Regions from separate parts of the Mus musculus genome. Here region 1 is linked to region 2. Evidence: chromatin contacts called from public promoter capture Hi-C data. All regions are on one chromosome and are shown on one strand. The core of a region is the stretch at or near the end of the contact, and the rest is flanking DNA. Distances in the headings are between cores, read along the strand shown.

Region 1 (4,454 bases), core at 1,318-3,817, 82 kb after region 2:
CTTAGACAAAATTATTTACTTGCAATGTACATATACCATTAATGTTTGTTTCTGCAGATATTCAAACCTATCTCAGTTTCTTTTGAACAACAACAAAAAAAAATCCCAAGTTGTTATTTTTCTTTCTTGGTGTCTGGCCACCATACTGGTGCCCCTTCTCCATAGCAACATGTCTCTTGTAGGAGGATAATATTCTCCTATCTAGGTGATTAATGCTTGTGTCTTGCCTTTCTGATCAAGTCCATTTCCATGGAAACAGAAAAATATACTCCTTTCTCCTAATCTCCTACTGCAGGACATGTGGGTCAGGGAAGGAATCCAATTTCATATTTTCTTGATATTATTAAACAGCCAAGCTATGGTATATTACCAAAGGTATATGAATCTTTCAATATTTTCTCTAAAATAGTTTTGTTCATAGATGTAGACCACATCTTGAACTTGTAACATCACCACTGAACCGACTCTGTAACAAAGTCATACTGAGTGATGTACTAGTATGTTTGCTGATATAAAATTCCATAATTAACAACAACTTGGGACATAAGGGTTTCTTTAGCTTACACGTCCATATCCTAGACCATGATGGGAGAAAGTCAGGACAGGAACTCAAGCAGGAGTCTAGAGGCAGGAACTTAAGCAGATGCCATAGAAGACCCTTTCTCATTGGATTATTTCCCATGACATTTCAGCCCCCTTTCTTATATCACCCAGGGTCATCTGCCAAAGGTAGCACCAATCCCCTTGAACTAGGCTCTCATACTCTCATACATCAATTGTTAATTTAAACAAACAAACAAACAAACAGACAAACAAACATGCCCTACAGACTTTCATACCGGCAATCTGATGGAGTTATTATCTCAATTGAGGCTCCTCATCTCAAGGACCAGCTTAGGTCGAGTTAAGAATCTTAACCAGCACAGTATGTGTGTGAACAGTGCACGAGAGGAGGGATGATTGAGGCAGCAAGTGGTGCAAGTCCCACTGCCCAACAGTTTCACTAGTTCTGCGTGTCAGAAACAGGCTTTAAACTCTTTGACAAACAGCATTTCATTCTCTATTATAAGGAGAAGCAGAGGAGGAGGAAAAAGGGGGAAAGAAGGGAGAGGAGAAATTTTAACTGAAGTGAGTCAAGTAGGAGAAGGAAGAGGAGGAAGAAGAAGAAGAAGAAGAAGAAGAATAGGAAGGACTGATTATGAAACAATGCAAATCCTAATATATGTGTGTATTTCTTTGGAGTTTACAAGGTACACTTTTTAATTTATTTTTATTGGTTATTTTATTTGTTTACATTTCAAATGTTGTCTCCTTTCCTAGTTTCCCCGACAAAAACTCCCTATCCCATCCCTTCTTCCCCCTACTTCTATGAGGGTGCTCCCCCACCTAACAACCCACACACTTCTGCCTCACTGCTCTAGCATCCCCCTGTACTGGGGCATCGAGCCTCTCCTGGGCCAAGGACCTCCCCTCCCATTGAGGCCAGATATGGCAATCCTCTGCAACAAGTACATTTTATTTAACAACTACATAGCATTTTCAAAGATGACATGGAAGTTAAACAAGATTCAGCTTTCTGTTAACTTCACAATAGTCCTGAGACAGATAGAGAACAGGTGTTTTAACTACGCCATATTTGAGCTTGAGCATGCCCAAACTTGTTCAAAATGCCTAAATATTGCTTGTCTAATAGCACACAAATGATCAGTAGTGGTACAGGGACCTCAATCCAAAGAGGGGTTCTTTATATCAAGCTGCTCCCTTTATGTTTTATTTTGATCAGATAATATTCCAGTAGTGAACCAAAATAAAATTCTAAAATGTGCATATTGAACAAGGAGATTTGTGCATATCAAATAGCTCATTTACTATGAAATTTGCTTTTCTGGTGTAATTTACTGCCCAGAATCTGAAAAGAGAGAGTTTGATAATATTTATAAACCACATCCAGACAATCAAGAATTAACTACATTAATCTCCAGAATCTAATAAATATTACATTAAGCTTTCCAAATGGGATTGCTAGCCTTTGGGCTATTGCATTAGCTGGACAAACCAATTCCCATACTGCTGTTTAGATGAAAGTAATAAGCCCTATTCAAACTAAAACACTACATGGTGCTGAGATATGCTATCAAGCTATCAGTAGAGCAAATACTGACCCCATCCCAGAGTAAGAAACTAAATTCCTAAGCCACCAGTAAATCTATGCAAAACTGCATTAAGTTGGAAAATATTGGACTTGAAAATCAAAATATCCATAGCTAAATGCCAAATCATTCCAAAATCCTATTCAGTTTAGCTCCTGGACCTGACCAGGGTCTCAACAGGGAAATAGGCACCTGCTTGAAGGCCAGTAAATATTGGTCCCTGATGCAGCTCAGTTCACTGAAGCCAACTGACTTGGCCTTGTCATTAGGAATCTTAAATGGAAAAAAATAAGACCGTATTGAATGGGTCCGTTTTGCAAAGAACAGCTGCAAAGCAATTTCACGTTTCGCTGTGTTGCAATCCTAAGTAACCGCCAGAGCCGTTCTATTTCTGTAAAGTCACACACCCACAGAGAGTTCACAGGCAAGCTAGCTGGAGGAAAGGCTGCTTCTCCCTCTTGTACCGGAACCCTTGAGTGGCAGGTGTTTGAACGGCTACCAACGAAAGCTAACAAACCTGTCCACCAGGAAATCTAAGGGAAGCTAATCAATCTATCGGTACAACTATTGTAGTTTCTTTCACTTCTGCCAGAATTTCAAATGTTTGCTGATGATGTTGGGGAAATTAGGAGCGGGGCAGGGGGCAGAGGGGGAGAATCATGTAGAATTAGATCTAAAGAGGAGGTTAGTGGGGAACTAATGGATGGGCCTGCAAAGTCCTTCTGATCATGCCCCCTTTTCCACTTCAAAGAGACTTTTTGTTGCCACCACACCAGTGAAACTGTCTTTGGCCAAGATAATGCACTTGAAAAGTTAAGTTTCTCTATTAGGGGTGGCTGGTATGGCTGGGAAGACAGGTCAGTCACTCGAGTGTTGGGTACATAAACTTACATTCCTGAGTTTGATTCCCAGGACCCATGTTAAAAGCTAAGCATGCAGTACACACTTAAAATCCCAGAGCTGGTGCCTGGCAACCCCTATCCCAGTGATTCTTAACCTGTGGGTTGTGACCCATTCACAGGGGGTTGCCTATGATCATCTTCATAACAGATATTTACATTATGATTCATAACAGTAGCAGAACTACAGTTGTGAAGTAGCAGCAAGAATAATTTAATGGTTGGGAGTCACCACCACTTGAGGAACTGTATTAAGGGTTCCAGCATTAGGAAAGCTGAAAACCACTGCTCTATAATGATGTATGTGATGGCTATGGCCCATAGGATTGAACCTGTCAGAGTGGAACTTCCCTATCACATGAAGCAATGACTAGCAAGCTCTTTTATTCTGTCAATCAATAGACTCGTTCACTCAATAAATATTTGTTTAGTTATCTGCAGTGAGATGGTGACTAGGCATTGATTAAGGCAGACATGATCCCTGCTTGAGTTGGGTGTGTCTTACAGTAAGGCAAGGTTTAAAAATGAAAAGGAAGCACAAACAGGGCTTAGTGCTAACAACAACAGTGGCCAGTGCTTCCCAGAGGCTCTCCATCTTGCACTGCATACATATCAGGGAATGCCTCCTGAAGGAGAGGATATTGAATACCATGAAGGACTTGCTACCTCTGTCCATCTCCACAGTGACAACAGTCTCAAAGGTCTCCCATTCTGATTCATATGTTGGTCACATTTTCCAACTCTCTTGAGCAATCCTCATTTGTATACACTGGCATACAATCTCAATATGATAAGCCCTCACTTGTTCTTCACCTCACTTCTAGATTCTAGTCCACTCTTATTGCATCCTCCATATGAATATTTTTATGCTTTTTACTCCATCTCTTCTCCTGTTATTTCTTCCCCCTATTTCAAATAAACTTTGGTTCTCACTACTAAAAATAAAACAACCCTTGCCAAGATGCCCACTGATTATCTCCTGGTCAAATCCTGTGGCAATTTCATTTACAAGGCAATGTCATTGCTGTTTGAAATTGTTCACTCTATTTGCTTATACCAAGGGGTTTCTTCTAGAACTCACAGAAATGAACCTGTCCATCTAAGGGTCAGAGGGAAATTCTGTTTCATAGGTTGGTCACATTTTCCATCTCTACTGAGAACCCCCCCCCTTTATATACATGTGTATACAATCTTTCTCCATATGTTAAACCCTCCCTTCTTCTTCACCACCTGAGATCAGTCCTCAAGCAAGGAGAGACAGGAGACAGTGCCTCACAGACTTGGTTTTTCCTTCCCTTCTGCTGAGGCAACTCTGAAGGTTCTTCAGAGACTCCAAGATGTCCCATGCAATCCCCTTGGAAACCATTCCATGAACACACCCTTGATGCATGTTCCATCTCTTTCT
Region 2 (5,065 bases), core at 1,545-4,044:
TTATTTCCTAACCTGACAAAGAAAACTGAGGCCAGATGGTTGTATACCCAGGTTCTGTGGCTTTAATGTTAGGGTTTAGAATGTGACACTTAGTTTGAAGAGTTAGTACTTGGGCACTAAGAGCCACTGAGTGACTGTCTGTACCTACCTCAGCAAGTAGATGTCTATACCCCATGAAATGCAGCACTGAGAGCCCACAGGAGCAAAACTGGGTTTTGGTGCATAAACGAGATTCTGCAATGTATTGCCAGCTAGATGCTATTCAGGGACAAGAGTCTGAATGTCCCTGCTCATTCCCCCAAAGGAATGACTTGCGTATCACCAAGCCAGTGCTGGCACCTGGACCCTGTCATAGCTGACACGGTCAGAAGGAGGTCATCTGGTGGCCACTGCACCCAGAGCGGGTCCCTCAGGAGGAGGCAGAGGAGGAGCATCTTGCCTTGCCTTGTCCCTTAGCTACTCAGGAGACACATTGAGGGCTTCCATCTCTGTTACTGTCAGAATCTGGCACCTCTCACCAGCTCTGAGATTCAGAGCTGTGGATGGAGGAGGGGGAAGGAAGGAGTTGAAGCCAGACAGTCAGGCAATATTACAGAAGTGGAATCTTCCAGCGAGAGAACATTCTCTAAAGGAAAGAGCATCAGGGGCGAAAGAGGCCCTTGGTGAATTCAACACCATGTTGTGTAAAAGGAATGGCTGAGAAGTAGAAAGGGAAGTACCTTCCCTATGTGACAAGATAAGTAAAGGCCCAAACTAGGACTGTCCTTTCAGCTTCTCTGGTATTTCTACAGCTTGGGTTTTGGAGACTTTCTTAGGTGGGCACCAGAGACTACAAGGGGACATATTTTTGTAAATCTTTGTGGAGGAGGGTCCTGACACAGATCCCTCATGGGAAATGAGGTCCGGCTCTAGTAGACACAGTGGTATGCTTCTCCTACCTTTCAGGTTGACACCCCTTGGCACCAGGCCTTGTAGCTCCTCAGTTGGGAGGTCCACTTCTGCAGCATTGGAGTTATTGGGCGGGACTGCTCGCCTCCCCCCAAAGGTGCTTGCTGGAGTATCTGACATTCTCAGCTTTACTGGATCCTTGGGAAGGGAGAAGAGAGTTCATGGGGCGGGAATGTGAAATGGGTACCACTTGTGGCTAGGATTCTAAAATAGAGGCAGAGATGCAAACCGTACATGGCAGCTCCCAGACAATACATTGTAAGCCACACACAAAACATGATAACTGGGAGGTGGCAGTGAGGATTACCCCAGTGAAGGAGTGTGTCCCCTGAGGATCTCAGGGAGAGTCCCCATTTGTCAAGATGTAGAGAAAGCAAGGGAGTAAGAAGTCTTTAAAGATTTCAGACAGCATAATTTTTCTTGCCTCAGCACCTCAAAGCCTGCATATTTGTAAGTACATTCAATTGCTCATCTCAGGGAGACTCACCAAACCAACGTCACTGTGAGGATTAGACTCATGAAAACATGTACAGATTAGGATGGTTCCTTAACGATGTCCCACCAGTCATTTAATTTGGTCACTATTTACTGAGGGCTTCTTACAAGCTGGGATCTGATCTTAGTACTTAGGTAGGTTCATCAGACATGAAAACAGTGTCTCTTTCCTGAGAGCTTACAGTATCGTGGGTTTAGGGGTGACCCTGACAATAGTCATACATGAATCTGCTAGGGTATGTGGGATGGAGGTCATGGTTATATCCAATTGAAATCGTGAGTAGGCTGTGCTCTAACTTGGTCTGGCCTGCTTCCTCTTCCCTTGGAGTTTGTGCAGGCAACCAGCCAGTCTAAACACTACCCACCTTACCTTCAGGGCCCAATAAGGACTTGTTGACCAACTGGCCAAAATGAAGGGGGACTTTGTCTCTTCACCTGGCTCACCATGCAGTGACTCCTGGCAATCTGGCTGTTTGCAAAACCCAGGCACACCCTTGTAAGGTGAAGCATTGCTATTATGGGATCAACTTGATTCAACTGTTCTAGAAATGAGAGGAGTCCTAGAAGCGAGGCTGAGCACAGGACCATTTAGTAAGGTATTTGGTCTTTGGAGGAGAAAGGGATTCTTGGAAGGATGAGACAGCAATGGGTATCTACAGATGCCTTTGGGGATTTACAGATAATCTCTGGTGAGCTAAGGAGGGAGAAAAGTTTAAATAAAAAGGTTTGGTGACAGAGAGGACAAGAAAACTCAACCCCCCTGGTGTTAAATAGCAAAGGCATCCTGAGTGGTCACAGGGGATGGGGAGCAGTGCTGGGTAGTCACACCACCTTCTAGTAGAGAGCAAGTAGAGCAGAGAACATTCCAAGTGCTGGTCAAGGAAGGAAGTGCAGGCCACTGTGTGAGTGCAGGTGAGGGAGCTCCCCTTCTCTTGGTAGATTTGGAGATGGGAAAGGAACTTGAGTTCAGCCCCTGTGTTGAGATGGAAGGCGGGCATTCCCAGGTGGCCTTACCCTGTCCTCTAACCTTATTTCCAGCTCCACAGCTGGCTTCCCTTGGGAAAGGGGACCTGCCTTGGAGGAGCAACCTCACCCAGCTGTGCTCTCAGGATAGCATGGTAGAGTTCAAAGAGGGTCCCTCTTAAAGAGGTGAAAATGCGGAGATGGAGAGAGAGGCTGCCTCTGACCACTCCCCAACACTACAGACATAGAATGTAGGTTCAGAGGACTGCCACAGCTTGGAACAGGGCTGCTTAGTGCTGCTCTGAGGGTCTCTTACCTGCTTGTGCTCCTGAGAGGGTGCTCTGGTAGTCTCTGTGTGCCTCTGGGTACTTCCTCAAAAGGACTCGGGCAAAGTGACCAGAAAGTTGGCTCTTAAATAACTTCCTAACGGCTCCCACCCTCCTCCCCATCCCAGAGGATTTCTCCTCCCCTTTCTTGACGGCTGGTGGAGGGGGCAGAACTGTTTCTAGGACTTTCCGTTTACTCCTGACATTCGGCTCTGATGGTCTAGTATGTGTGCCTCCCTGCCTCCATACCCCATTTGTTCCTAAGTTCCCATGCTGGCATCTCCTCACTCCCCCCACCCCCAGACCCCCAGTCAGCCTTTCCCCTCCTCTGGCTACTACTAGCAACTGGCAAATGGCACTGGAGTGTGAGCCAGCCTCTCTTCTGCCCTCTTGCTGGGTCAGAAGGGCTAAAGGGACATTTTTTTATCCTGTGGAAATGCCTTGCCAGGGTGGTGAGCTGGCAGAAGGGAGGATCTGCCTTTTCACAGACAGGTCACACAGACAGTGGTGACCATGCATAAAGAAAGAGCAATGAGTCCATCTTGTGCAAAGAAAATTGCGTCCTGAATTCCCCCACAGATCCAGCCCCAGCCCCAGCCCCAGCCCCAGCCCCAGCCCCAGCCCCAGCCCCAGCCCCAGCCCCAGCCCCAGCCAAACCACAGAACTTCCTGTAGTACAGCCACATTGAAGTCCAGCGTCAGAACTGATGGACAGATACCCTCAAGAGTGTCACCCAAGCTGGAAATGCTTTGTTTTGCCTTGGAGCATTCTGGTGTATCTCCAAGACTTACAGAGAAAGGAAAGAAAGTTATCCACCCCAGAATTTGCCTATCTTTATTTTGATATGGCCACATGTTTAACCATTGATTTTAACCACAGATCCATCTAAATGCTCTCATAGTCTCCAGATGTCTGATTCTGACACGCAATCTTCACATTTCAAAGAGATGCTATTGGTTAGGAATTCATGTTCTCCCCATCCCATCTCTCTGTCCCAAATCTGTGTACTTGTCTGTAATTTTACCAAGTTACCCCACTTCTTACCCTTGAAATAAAAAAGTCCTCCTCCTCTTCCTCCTCCTTGTATCCAAACTAAACGTTTGTCGTATTTCCTGTCACTTTCTCAAGGGCTTTACTGTGTCTCTTATCCTCTCTTCCTCCTGTAGCTTCAAGCTCCAACTCCCTCACAGCTGCTTCCTGTCACCATTGACACAATTTCAAGTCAAGTCTCTTCAACGTTTTTAAAAGACTTCTCTCAATTCACAACCTCTGTTCATTTTTGATTCTCTCCCCCCTCCTCTGTCACCAAGCCTCTGACTTCTGAGTTCTACATCCAATATTCTATTGAAACTACCAAAGAAACAGAATCTGCCTTAGTGCATTGTGTTGCTGTAACAAAATGCCTGAAATTGGGACATTTATAAAGAAAAAAAAACCCACTGTTTTCTTTAGCTTGCGGCTCTGCATGTTGAGAAGCCTAAGAGTGTGGGGTTGTCATATTCCTAGCTTCTAGAAACAAAACAAAACAAAAAACAAACCTTGGGCTTTCTCCTCTTTTTTTTTAAGGTGTAGGGGGTAGGTTTATTTTGTACACTGCAAGGTGTAGTAGGCTGAGCAGAAGAGCATTGTCTACTTCACACTGTCTTCCTGAGGCATAAAGCAGGAGAAAAAACAGACATTAGAAAAGAGAAAATTTGGGGTCAGCCTTGCTTTTTAGTGAACTGTCCTCATAGTAACTAGCCTAGTCCCATGAGAGCTACGCTGATCTTTCTGAAAGACCTAACCACCTCTTAAGGGTCTAATCAACTCTCAGTGTTTATCACACAGAGGCTCTAGTTTCAACCTGAGTTTTGGAGGAGAGAGGCCACATTGAAAGGAGTGCACTTGCAATTGTGTGTCTTTGAGGCAAAGAAGAAGACTGAGTTTTTATTCTTTTGAGGCACTGAGTTCTCTTGCCCATTCTGTCCTTGAAGGTCTTTTCTGTGGACTCTGGGCCACTGCACACTGTGCTATTCCCTTCAATGTAGCGTGCTATCCTTCGATTATCCCAGCAACTCTGAGAGATTTACTACATGTATCTCCTGGCACCTCCCCAATCTAAGTGCCTAGCCATGGTCTTTTCCAGAGCTGTTGACTCCCCCAGCCACCTGACTGCTGGTCACCTTCTCTTGACCCACTGCAGTGAAGCCCACAGTCATCATCTCCATGGTGAGATACAATTTTGTCTGAAGACCTGGCTTATCATAGAGTTTCCTAACTCGGTGAACATCAGTGTCTTGAGTATTGCTACACATTCCAGACAACCCCCACTCCAAGCCTCAAATCTAATCCTT

Evidence for each region. Promoter capture Hi-C pulls out the DNA fragments that hold promoters and counts their contacts.
Region 1: a promoter capture Hi-C map of neutrophils shows a contact between it and region 2, with 2.3 times the contacts expected there. The contact joins the enhancer-like site here to the promoter of F13a1 in region 2. A contact is called at or near these places in 3 of 39 promoter capture datasets (macrophages, neutrophils and stem cell-derived epiblast-like cells), 5 of 484 Hi-C or Micro-C datasets (the HPC-5 cell line, double positive thymocytes, granulocyte-monocyte progenitors and 2 more), 1 of 115 datasets of contacts at active chromatin or transcription factors (heart atrium) and 3 of 9 other capture datasets (adipose tissue, liver and macrophages).

What each region holds. Positions count from the first base shown.
Region 1 is chr13:37,128,299-37,132,752 of GRCm38.p6, forward strand. No RefSeq gene overlaps it. Among named protein-coding and RNA genes, the nearest start is that of Gm30549, 60 kb to the left of the region's middle. Within about 2 kb of position 2,568, at least 66 of the 459 cell types and tissues checked have an H3K27ac peak or open chromatin away from gene starts, as enhancers often do. A contact at or near this core is called in the HPC-5 cell line, adipose tissue, double positive thymocytes and 2 more, where this site is marked.
Region 2 is chr13:37,046,419-37,051,483 of GRCm38.p6, forward strand. F13a1 (coagulation factor XIII, A1 subunit) reads right to left here and starts at 2,795. Exons shown (of 15, transcript NM_028784.3): 1 at 2,723-2,795; 2 at 939-1,086. The coding sequence starts at 1,068.